Regions from separate parts of the Mus musculus genome. Here region 2 is linked to region 1. A link is a contact called in public Hi-C data. All regions are on one chromosome and are shown on one strand. The core of a region is the stretch at or near the end of the contact, and the rest is flanking DNA. Distances in the headings are between cores, read along the strand shown.

Evidence for each region. Hi-C and Micro-C count contacts between places; a contact is called where the count stands out from the background.
Region 2: a Hi-C map of uterus shows a contact between it and region 1, with 2.4 times the contacts expected there. The contact joins two enhancer-like sites. A contact is called at or near these places in 3 of 484 Hi-C or Micro-C datasets (embryonic fibroblasts, muscle stem cells and uterus) and 1 of 115 datasets of contacts at active chromatin or transcription factors (fibro-adipogenic progenitors).

Annotation. Positions count from the first base shown.
Region 1 is chr16:86,763,121-86,768,957 of GRCm38.p6, forward strand. No RefSeq gene overlaps it. Among named protein-coding and RNA genes, the nearest start is that of Gm32461, 40 kb to the right of the region's middle. Within about 2 kb of position 3,156, at least 27 of the 459 cell types and tissues checked have an H3K27ac peak or open chromatin away from gene starts, as enhancers often do. A contact at or near this core is called in uterus, where this site is marked.
Region 2 is chr16:87,235,629-87,241,465 of GRCm38.p6, forward strand. Gm41484 (a long non-coding RNA gene) reads right to left here. Exons shown (of 3, transcript XR_876207.2): 3 at 5,209-5,325. Among named protein-coding and RNA genes, the nearest start is that of Gm41484, 8.1 kb to the right of the region's middle. Within about 2 kb of position 3,698, at least 7 of the 459 cell types and tissues checked have an H3K27ac peak or open chromatin away from gene starts, as enhancers often do. A contact at or near this core is called in uterus, where this site is marked.

The sequences.
Region 1 (5,837 bases), core at 1,906-4,405:
AGAGAAAGGTCAGGAAAAAAAACTTACTCTTCCATTGATGACAATTTGATAAGCTTTATGATTAAGGTTTTTATTCTACTAGTCAGGAAGGCCTGATTTATATAAAAGAGTTTCAACCTCATGTTAGGCCCAGGTTTGTATTAGTAAGCAAATGAGAATATCTTGTCAATTTTATTTAACCTTATGCTTGTTTTTAAATATAACTATTCAAAAATGTATGCCACTTACAAATATAAATTTATGTGTAAACAAGTTTACCAAACAAAGAACGACTGTGGTTTTAGTACATGCAATGTAGCAAACATGTATATTTATATTTGAACTTACTATGTAGATGGCATTTCCTACCACTTCATGCAATGTAGTAAATATGTGTATTTATACTTGGATTTACCATATAGATTGCCTTTCATACCACTTCATATGTTTTCCTTAAAATTCTTGAGCCAGAGATTGCATGTGATATTTTTATTTCTCTGTAAGAAGGCAGAGTGAGTGTAATTCGATGATTTATCTAAAGCCACCTTGTGAAGTTTTGGTGGGTATGATTAGGGGTTGAGGGAGTGTACTTGATCCCCTCAGATCCTTAAGACCTGTATTTGTTCTTCTGTGGGTTTGCATTTTATATAAAGTTACATCTTCTCAAACTCTTGCCATTACAGGTGGAGGCCTAAATGATTAACTTGAACCAATTTGTGGCAGGCAACAAAAGGGATAAACCATGCCTCTCTGCCCCCTCTACTTCATGCTATTGTAGTTTTACTCCATAGCTCCAATTGCATCTTAAGGCTCACCTCTGAAATTTCCAGCCATGAGTCTACTATAACTCTGTGTCTAGAACACCTGTTCTGGTTGTTTTGTCTATAGGTGGGTGATAACTTTTTTATCTGCTGATTTCCAAAGGACCCTCACTCCTTTATTCTAATCGATTCCTATAACAAGTAACTTCCATTTTAATAATTTTAAATTATTTTCATCTTCTGTCTAGATGCTAATTGCTATTTTATATGATCAGTGATGTTTTAATCTGTAAAATCATTAAGCCCGAACCAATTTGTTATTGATTAAATATTTTCACCATTTGCCTAGAATGAGTCATAACTTTGAATGTTGATGGTCCTTCATATACAACTGACATAAAATATATTTGCTAACTTTACTTGTATTCCCTATATTTGAATTCCTAAAATTTGCCTATAGGCTCTTTCAACTACAGTACGAGAAATAGTACAATGAAAAAAAAATTACTGATTACCAGTTAAAATGAAAGAAATAGAATAGACTTCCTGTGCAGCTCTGAAGAATTTCATGACCGCAGCATTCTTTATCTTCAGCTCTGACCAAACAGGAGAGTTCACCTGACACTGGAGTCTTTAAGAAATAGCATGGGCTAGGACCATGCCTGGGCTGCCATAGAGTTCCTGATAAACATGAAAAACTGAAATTTTAAAACAATGAGAATTTGGGGAACAGTGAAACAGATTTCAGCTGTGAAATTTGTTGGTATGCAACTAATTATTTTGGATGACAAGATTTTAAAAATCATTTTTATAAGTACATGTGCGTGTAGTATGTATAGATAGCTATGAAATGTATATAACTCATATATGTCATTAGATCATTCCATTGGAGTATACTTTTCTAAGATCTTTATATTTTACACTTCAGAAATTTCAAACAAAACAGTGAGTCCAGACTTTAGTGTTTAAGGGGTGAGTGTGTTTATAGTTCGGGAGCAAATCTACAGATACAATCAGAAATAAATAAATTCTGATGACCCACTAACTCCTGACCTCTTTCCAGTCCACACTTGCCCAGGTCTCCAGCAACACCTTTCTACTCTCAAATGCTATGGAGGCAACTGTGTCAGATTGTAGATGTAATTAAGATCATGAACTACTTGTAATGTTATTGCTGTTGTTGTTATTATTGTTGTTAACATAATCATTAATTCAAACCATTTTGTCACATATAGCTGCTTGTTTTTACAGCTACATACTATTTTGTGTACTACATCATCTTTACCCATCAATCAATTCATAAACCCTTAGGATGTTTTGATTTCTTCTTTATAAAATAGTTCATTTAAAAGTATTTGTAAAATGTTCAATTAACATGAAATCAGTGTCAAAGGATATTAAAGTAGCTCAAGTGATGTCAACTGTGCTGTTTTTCATCTTTTACAATGCTAGGTGCTTCAGATGAGCTGATAACTCTGAAAAAATTAGCAGATTATACAACCTCTTTAAGTATTCCTTCCTAAATAAAGTAGATTAGCATTCAACGATCCCGATCAGAGTCATTCTTATGCCTTGACTTCTTGTACTCTTTCAAATTGTTTGTAAAGACCTTCTATACAAACATCACAGGAAATCATTGATACATGCGTGCATATGCACACACACACACACAGACACACACACACACAAGACTAAAGGGTGTGGATAAACAAGGTTACATTGTCTCTAAGGCTATGGAGAAAGAGATGGGACAATGGAGAGCTTGGGAGCAAGTCTACAGATACAGAAATCAGTTTCACACAAGAAAGGGCAGCAATGTAGGAAAGGGAAGGGTACAAAGTGATTGCAGAATCTTCCCTAAAATGAATGCTTTGAGGCAATTTCAATATCTGAATAACAAAAAGATTGTTAGCAGTAAATAGGACACTAAAAAAAAATCAATTATTCATGTAAAACAACTACAGCTGACTTCCACATTATTGAAGGAAATGTATTTGTCTGCTTCACTCCAAGTGTACATTATTTTTAAAGGAATGTTACAGAATTCAGCCAGAATGGAACATGAGAGAACATTATGTAAAAATCACTTCTTGTTTCAAATCTCTCAAAATCCCTGAGCCCTGTATCAGTACAGGCTCCTTACGAGGATGGAGTTCGGAACAATGTATAAAGCACAAGCGTTTGCTGTAACGATAGTCATTCTTGATTCACATTTTCATAACATCCTATTGTAATGTCCCTACCATGTTTATGCTGAAACACAACAAGGCTCTGTCAGGGATCCAACAAATGTGAAGGAGTTGGAGTCAATGTGGAATTCTCGATGTTAATATTTCCTTTCTGACCAAATGAGCTCCACATGTTTTCTGCTGCGACGAATCTCCTTCCTGTGGAATTAGGCATGCTCTGACTCATTCTTTATTTTTTGAGCACAACAATTTAATCCAGAGTAGTCCTCATTTCACATAGCCTGGGGCTCTTGGTTCATCGCTGTCTGCTGGCATTAGTGCTAAGCTACAGGGCAAAGGTGTGGAATTATAAGAGAAAGGTTCTCAGTACCCAGGTGCAGGCAAAAAAGCCTTGGCCAGTGACCTGCTAGAGAAAGGCTGTAGGTAGCCTGAGTCTGAAGAGAAAACACTGCTCAGATATCTGTTGATCTGTAGGTGTGATGAAATGCTCCAGAACAAATTTATGACATTTACATTAGACCTTTGGATTTAAATACGATGTGGCTAAATCTAAACAGCAATAAAGTGGAGCATGGAACTCCAGTGTGAATGTAAGGAGATGGTCATGAAGCTAAGGAATAACGGCAGAGATTCAAAACTAGCTCTTCAGGCCAAGAACTGGGTCTGAACCTTTTCACTACTCCTTCTAAAGCAGGTTGTTGCATAGGACATGAGAGCACAGATTAAAACATGAATAATGTTTTAATTACAGGTCAGAAAACTCAAGTGATTGTTAAGTCAGCAAAGCTGAGATAGCAACAGCTTCATCTACAACCAGCTCAGGTCTCAGTATCCTTTATCCTAGGCCTATCATTGTCTCCATCACTTCGATCACTCATGAGAACTAGATGCAGCCCATCACAGAACTCTGTAGAGTTTATAATAGTGAGCAAATATGGCACTAAGCAGAAAGTGAAAGACAGTAGGTATTTAAAGGACTGAATCATGCATTTTTATTTTTGTTGCCACCCTATCTAACGTGGTGTTCCAAGCATGATGATCCAGGCTGTGACCTACAGACTGTCTAGGTTTCTCTATTTCTATTTTCTTGTGAGTCACAATCACTGAAGAGGCCTGGTGCACGACAGGATTACATTGACAATTTGAAGAGCTTGTATGCCAGATAATGGAAGGGTAGTAAATGGCTGAGTGCAAGAGTGGGGAAAATGTCTTTGTGATTGGGAGGCTCATCAAGAAGTTCTTATGGGGTTCCCACACCAAACAACAACCTGATAGGCTGATGCTTTTGTTTCTATCAAATTTCAGAAATCGAAACCAAATGTGAGCAGAGCTAGCAAAACTTGAAAGCACATGTACAACATGTGACCCTGGGGGCCAGGAAAGTTTTTCAGAACCCTATGCTATCGGAGTTGCAGTGTGAGTGTGAGACACCAGATGTGGGTGCAGGAAAGAGAACCCAAGTCTGGAAAAGAAACCAGTGCCTTTCTCTTCTCTCTCACACATCTCTTCTCTTTCTCAGGCCCCAGCAGACATGTATATTTTGTTTTCTTCCAACTTATTAATCAGAAACTTCAAAACACAGAGACAACAAATCTAGAAACATTCCTTTTTGTTTGTTTGCTTGTTTTCTAATTCAATAACTCTTTTTATTAGATATTTTTTATTTACATTTCAAATGTTGTCCCCTTTCCTAGTTTTCTCTCTGAAAATCCCCTATCCCCTCCCCCCTACCCCTGCTCCTCAACTCACCCACTCCCACTTTCTAGCCCTGGCATTCCCCTACACTGGGGCATAGAACCTTCACAGGACCAAGGGCCTCTCCTCCCATTGATGACCAAGTAGGCCATCCTCTGAAACGTATGCAGCTAGAGCCATGGGTGCCACCATGTGTTTTCTTTGATTGTTGGTTTAGTTCCAGGGAGCTCGGGGGGTACTGGTTAGTTCATATTGTTATTCCTCCTATGGGGCTGCAAACCCCTTCAGCTTCTTGGGTATTTTCTCTAGCTCCTTCATTGGGGACCCTGTGCTCCGTCCAATGATTTTTACCACGTCAAAGCCCTTAGGGGTTATTTCAGACATTTCTGTCAGCACATGGGGATGTTCTAGTATAACACAGGTCACCAGACATTTTTATGAATATAAATGCTTTCCATGGTTTATGCAATTAAAAATAAATTGGCAAAATAGATGTTCAGTTACTTAAAAGATTAGTATGAAATAGGAATATTTCATGTATTTATTTTTATATATTCCAAAAATATTTCCAATGTTAAGGAAGTCAGATGAAACAAAATCTAAAACAAATGTAAATCATAAACTAAAATGAGTTCCATCGAAAATATTTCCTGATCTATTTAGCTTTTTAAAATCAAAATTCTTATCTAACTTTATGCATTTCTGTCTGTGATTGTGGTTATTTTCCATAGCCCTATGGCAGCCTTAAAACTATTCTCAAAATGCCTTTCAGTCGAGTTTTATGCTTCGACTAATGAAGTTCACAGATGTTGCAAAGGAAGCCCTGTTGGAATCAACCCAAATCTAAATAAATAAAAATCCCTTCCATTACTGTGTTGCATGATGGTTGTACCATATCCATTTCTTCAAGCCACAGCTTTACCTAGAAACACTCAGGGGATGTGATTGTCATTTTCTACCAGTGCTAACAGCTGATCATGTGACCAATGCTCATCCCTCATTCAAAGGCAGTTATTGTCGTCGGATACAATTATATAAAACTAATTTCCCTATGGTCAAGGTAATGAAGGAACTTAATGAAACCCTCATTCTGCTGGCCAACCTGCATCATAAACGCAAGGCCTCATACCCTATCCTGATGTAGGGAGGTAAGGTGAACACACTGTTGGGAGGAGGACACTCAAATGAATGATTGTCTCATCTGAACACTGAC
Region 2 (5,837 bases), core at 2,448-4,947, 470 kb after region 1:
CACCTCTCCTGAACCCACACCACCAAGGCCAGATCTATTGTGATGTCCAGGTGAGATGCAGGGGCTACTCTCCAGAGTGCTGTGCCCAGGGAGGGGCAGGACACTGTGCAGTCCTTGACTATTAGCATGACCCCAGACAGCAGCTTAGACTAGAGGCATCCATATAGCCTTTGGTGATAACATAGATCACGGACATTGACACAGACCTAGACATGGCCCTTGGCAGCTGCCTTGGCTGGAACATTATCATGGCCTCGGGTGGCAGTACAGGTCCCTCATATCAGACTGTTCCTCACCACCCTCCTTTCTCTACATCTGCACTGCTGGAGCACATGAAGAAGCTGATCCTGCACAACCAACGTTGTAGGATCTCCATGAGTCCTGGTGAGGATCCAGCATTGACAGGATAGCAGAAGCCAGGGGCCTCGGACCAGACCAATGACTCATTGCAATGAACATTTGCTAAGAAATCTGTTTGTGCAAAAGAGTATGCTGTGTGACACACTGTGACACACACTCGGCAGCTTCCATGGTGGCCAGGTGGGTGGTTGTTGTTGTTGTTGTTGTTGTTGTTTTGCTTTTTATTTGTTTGTTTGTTTGTTTGTTTGTTTTATTTTGAGGAGACAGTTGAAAGGGCAGAAAGCAGATATGAAGGGATTAGAAATGAGTGGGACTGGGGTGCAGGATGTGAAAGCACAAAGAGCCAATAATAGGTTAAAAGAAAAAGAAAAAAGAAACAGGGGAAAATGGAGTCTCTCACTATGGTGCCCAAACTGGCTGTGGGTTTCTTTGTGTCTGACAGGAGCAAATGGCAAGTCAGTCAAACCTTGGAAGGTTGTAAATTTGCCTTGGAACTAACTCAGTACAACAGACAGGGGGGCACTTCTGAAGAAAAAGGTGGGCCTTCCCTGACCATTCCAGCAGGAAAAAAAAAAAATCTGTTCCCCGTAAGAAGCTTCCTAGATTGAGACTTGTTAGAAAAAAAGAGAAGTTTCAGCATAGCGAGGGGTGGGAGGGACAATAAGGGCTGATGAGGTCTGCAAATGAAACCCATCGTATACATTCATAGAACTTCACATAAATAAAATGCTCTATTGCTCGCTCCCCGTGGAAAGTGCGGCTGGGTGACACTAACACACATGCTTATACTCACCAGATGGGTAAGCTTGTACTCGATGCAGGATGTGTCACAAGTCTTAAGCTAACAAAGGAAGAGAGAGAGAGAGAGAGATCCCTCCGAAATGAAAGAAATATCATCAGTAAGGAATGAGAGATCCCTTGCAGAAATCCCTATTTAGAGCATAATGTCTCATTTCTGTGAAAATTTAAGGTTAGAAAAATTAAGCAACCCGAGGTCATTCAGAAACTATGCGATGGTACCAGATCTGTAAATGAATTCTCAACTCCTGAAAAGGCGACATAGTCTGTATTATTATAATTATGCCGTCCCAAGCATGTGACGAAGACTCCCATTGCCAGCACAGATATCCCATTTCAGGAATGATGCTCCATTGTGCCTTCCATGTCCTTAAATGTCCCTTAAATCCGAGGTTTTATGAGACTGATGAAAATCAAAATAAAATCCACACCTGGCTTAGAAAATCCCATCGTCAGCGTAGCCAACCTGCAGCTGCTCAGGGAAGCTACAGACTGTCATCACAGTGCCACCCGAGCTCGCCCAAGAATTGTCAAGAGCTGGTGGCCCGTGGAGAGGTGGTGACGTCCAGCTGAGGTTTATCCAGGTGACTGGGTGGGTGTGTCCTTCCTGAAATCTTAACTGGAGGACCAGCATTGCTTTGCACTTGGAAGCACATCACGGCTTTTCCCAAGTGCGCAGGATTTCTGCCCTCTGTCCTTTGACAAAGGCTAACTTGAGGATGGTGAGACCTCCCTTCCTACTGCCTGTGGGGTCCAGGATACTTCTAACCCTATCTACTGTACATAACCATGGCCCATGGAACCTTTGTCTCTTTGTGTTCACCCTCATCATTAAGAAATAGGAAAACTAATTCTTTTGTATGGGCATAGGGGCACTGTCATATCTAGTTTATTCTAAATTTGAGTGTTTGTTTTCTGTCTGGCTCTGCGATGTATACTGAGGGTCTAGGATATAAAATTGGAGACTTACATGCTGAGAGTATATGGTTACATGTATGAGGACAAAGATATGAACATTTAATATCCTAAATATATGGAACCTTGGATTTGCAAAGCCAAGGTCCCTCACATTTGCTTGTGGCATCATTTAAGGTGCATTCACACTTGACTCTGCTTCACAGACTGCCTTTCGTTTCAGAGCACAAAATAGCCTGAATAAAAGACCCAAGATTGCGAAAGAGCCTCCCAAGTTCATTGAAGATCATTCAGACTCACGTGTGCGGATACATTGCTTATATTTAGAAACGTGTGCTCAAACGATGACAGCATAAGATCGCCACGGGGATGTTTTCATCTGCAGTTTTTACTTCTGTCATCCACCACAGCACGTCTGCTGTTGACCATAATCAGAAGCTTGACAAGACCACTTATTTACTTTTCACATATTTAAAATTTGCAGCTGTATTTACAACGGCAAAAAAAAAAAAAGTTAGATTACAATTCACCCCAAGATTCTCATCATAAAGTGCTGTGATTGGGTTGCCACTTCAACTGGAGAAGCAATGAGGAATTCCATGTGGAATTCCTGTATAGTATTCCTGACCACAGCCGTGCCACAGCGCCACGAAGCTCTGTGACACATCTCTTTACTCTTGGGGAATAGCCTCCAAGATTTCTGGTGGACATCTGAGAACACAGATATTACTGAACTCTATAAATACTATGGAAGTGGGTTTTTTTCTTCTATACATACACCCATTATAAAGATTAATTTGTAAATTAGGTATCATATGAGATTACCAATAGTATCATAAATTTTAACTACATTCGAACATAAGTCTTCCTCTTTCCTTATTAAGTCAAAAAAACCGTACATCTTTTGACTTAATGATATGGATCTCTGACTTCTCATTGGCATATACAAGTTTTCCACAGCATTATCTTATGCCTTGGACCCACTATTAAGTGAAATCAGTATTACCAGAGTGCAATTACTATGGTATCACAAACCAACAATCTGATAACACAGACACATACTAAGTGGCTAGTGGGAAGGTAGCAGAGTTAATGTTGGAGTCACTGGACAGAAATATGATTCACAATCCTGATGGGACAAAGAAGAACAGCGTGTGACTTCAAAGTGCTACACAGACAGCACACAGTTTAAAAGTGATGGATTGTTTGTGGAATTTTAGAGTATTATTTTTTGAAACAGTTGACTGTGGGTAATGGCAACAGCAGATAGAAAAGCTGTATAGAAGCAGAAGCACTGTAGAATGTGAGTGTCTCGTAGAAACAGTCTTTTATCAGGAGGCAGAGAACAGCTCCGTGTACTAAAAATGGTCACATTCAGCCTTCTAAAAGGAACAAACAGTGCATGTGCTCAGCGTGACATAAAGACTCCAGAAGTGAGGTGGGTGATGAGAAAGAGAAACTCTGTGTCCATGAGATACTGCTGCAAATCCAACGTGGTTTGCTTAGGAGGCCTGGCTTCTGGAGACTGACCCATTGTGACCAGAGTACCTCCACTCTGCTCAGTGCAGGCTGATGTGGGCGTGAGCTCATGACAGTGTCCAGATGCCACACCAGGGAAGAGAGCAAGCTCTTCAGAAGCTGCTGGTTATCTAGAGCTGTGGATGGACCACTGACAACTCGGCACCTCAACGTAGGACAGACTCATTTCTCCCGCACAGCTCCCTAAGTCACAAGTCTATCCCTGTGTGACTGGCATCTCTGCTGTTATCACTAGGGCCAAGTGATAGCAGCTACAGCGAAATCAGGTGTCAGTTTGGGTCTGAAGCCTGTGAAGGAGTAAAAAACTGCGTCCATTGGTTTTCTTTGCAAGGATGCAAGGCCAAAGCATCCATTTCCTTCGGAATTAGGATCCAGAGGCTATTCTCAGCCAACAGAGGTCACTCAAATTTCTTACCACAAAGCCCCATCTCGCTCCAAGCCAGGAAGAATAGCCAATGCCTGCAGATCTCCAACTGCCTCTACTTCGAACCTCTTGACCTTCTACATTAAAATAGATTGTGTGCGCAAGTAAAGCCCAGCTGGAACATGTTCCTATCTTAGTTCAGTCATTTCTGAACTGATTTAGAAAGTTAACTAGATCTGCAGCTAGATCCCTCGAACAACACATAATAGCACAAGCACAAAGCAGTGTCACGGGAAGTTCCCATAGTCAAGGCCAGTGAATGCAGGGCAAAACTTATTCTGGGATATTATGGAATGTTCCTTCAGCAGACAACCTGACTTGACCTGTTCACCTTCACAGTACATCTCCTCATTTTAAAGACGAAAGCAGATAATCCCAGATTAAAATGAAGGGAGAATAAAAGCTTTTACCACTCCCAGGGGGAGTCTCAACATTGTCAGGTTTCCGGGACTGAGGAGAAGGCTCGGCTGATAAAACACTTGTAGTGCAAGTATGAGGATCTGAGTTCAAATCCCCTGCATACCTATAAAAAAATCTTGCTGTACCAGCACTGGGGAGGCAAAGCAAGGGAATTCCTGTGTCAGGTCAGTCAGCCAGTCTAGCCAGTGGGTGAGCTCTGGGTTATGAGCAAGAGTGTGGTGGCTTCAGTGAGAGGGGCTCCCATAGACTCTTATACTTCCATGCTTGGTCCCCACCTGGTGAACTAAGGAGAGCTAGAAGGGGTGGCCTTGTTGGAACAAGGGCTGCCTCGTTGGAGGAACTATATGGCCAGGGGTGGTTTCAAAGGTTCAACCGGAACCAGTGTCTCTCTCCTTGCTACCTGTGGATCAGGATATAGAACACTCGGCTACTTCTCCAATGCCGTGTCTGTCTGCATGTCTACCGATCCTTGGCATGGTGATAATAGACTAAGCTACTAACCCTGTAAACAAGCCTCCCATTAAATACCTTCCTTTATAAACGCCATCTTGCTCATGGTGTCTCTTCCTAGCAAGAGAACACTGACTAAGCAACCCAGGCTTAAAAATAATTTTTAAAATTTATTTTTAAAATTTCATAAATAAATGAAGAACAACTGAGAAAGGCATTAGCATTGATCTTTGGCCTCCAACACACATGTACAGACAAGAACACACAAGCGCATTTTTAAAACTGGCATGTTTATTTCCATTTATTGATATTCCGGCATTCATGAATGTGTCAGTATTTGCCTTCTAAGTCTGAAGAGTTCTTCATTGTCTTCTGTATGTAAAACGGAGGGACTGATTTTATAAACCATCTTTTCATGACTAAAAAGTAAAGGGAGAAAATTAAATTAAAGAGTAAATTATTTCAATGCAAAATAGTTAATAAAAGAAAAAATTACTTATATTTACCATTCAAGGTTTTTGGGGTTTTGAGGCCAGAGCCCAAGAAAACAAGATTTCAAAAAAACCTACTTCCATATATATATATATGTGTGTGTGTGTATGTGTGTGTATACATATATATATGTATATATGTATATATATGTAATACATGTGTATAACATATTTATATTATATATGTATATATATTATATAATCATATATATTGAAATGTGGAAATAATGGTCTGCTTGTATTTCTTTTCAGATATTAATTAATTCACAAAAGATTTAAAAACATAAAAAAGAAAGATGAGCCACTGTAAATTCCCCAGCCTCCTTGGAAACCCATACTAAAATAGACGGGGAGCTGTAGGGGGTGTGTACTGCCTTTCAAGACTCTCTGAACCTTGCAGATGCATGCCTTTCTGCACATAGCACCCTGTTGCTCTCACG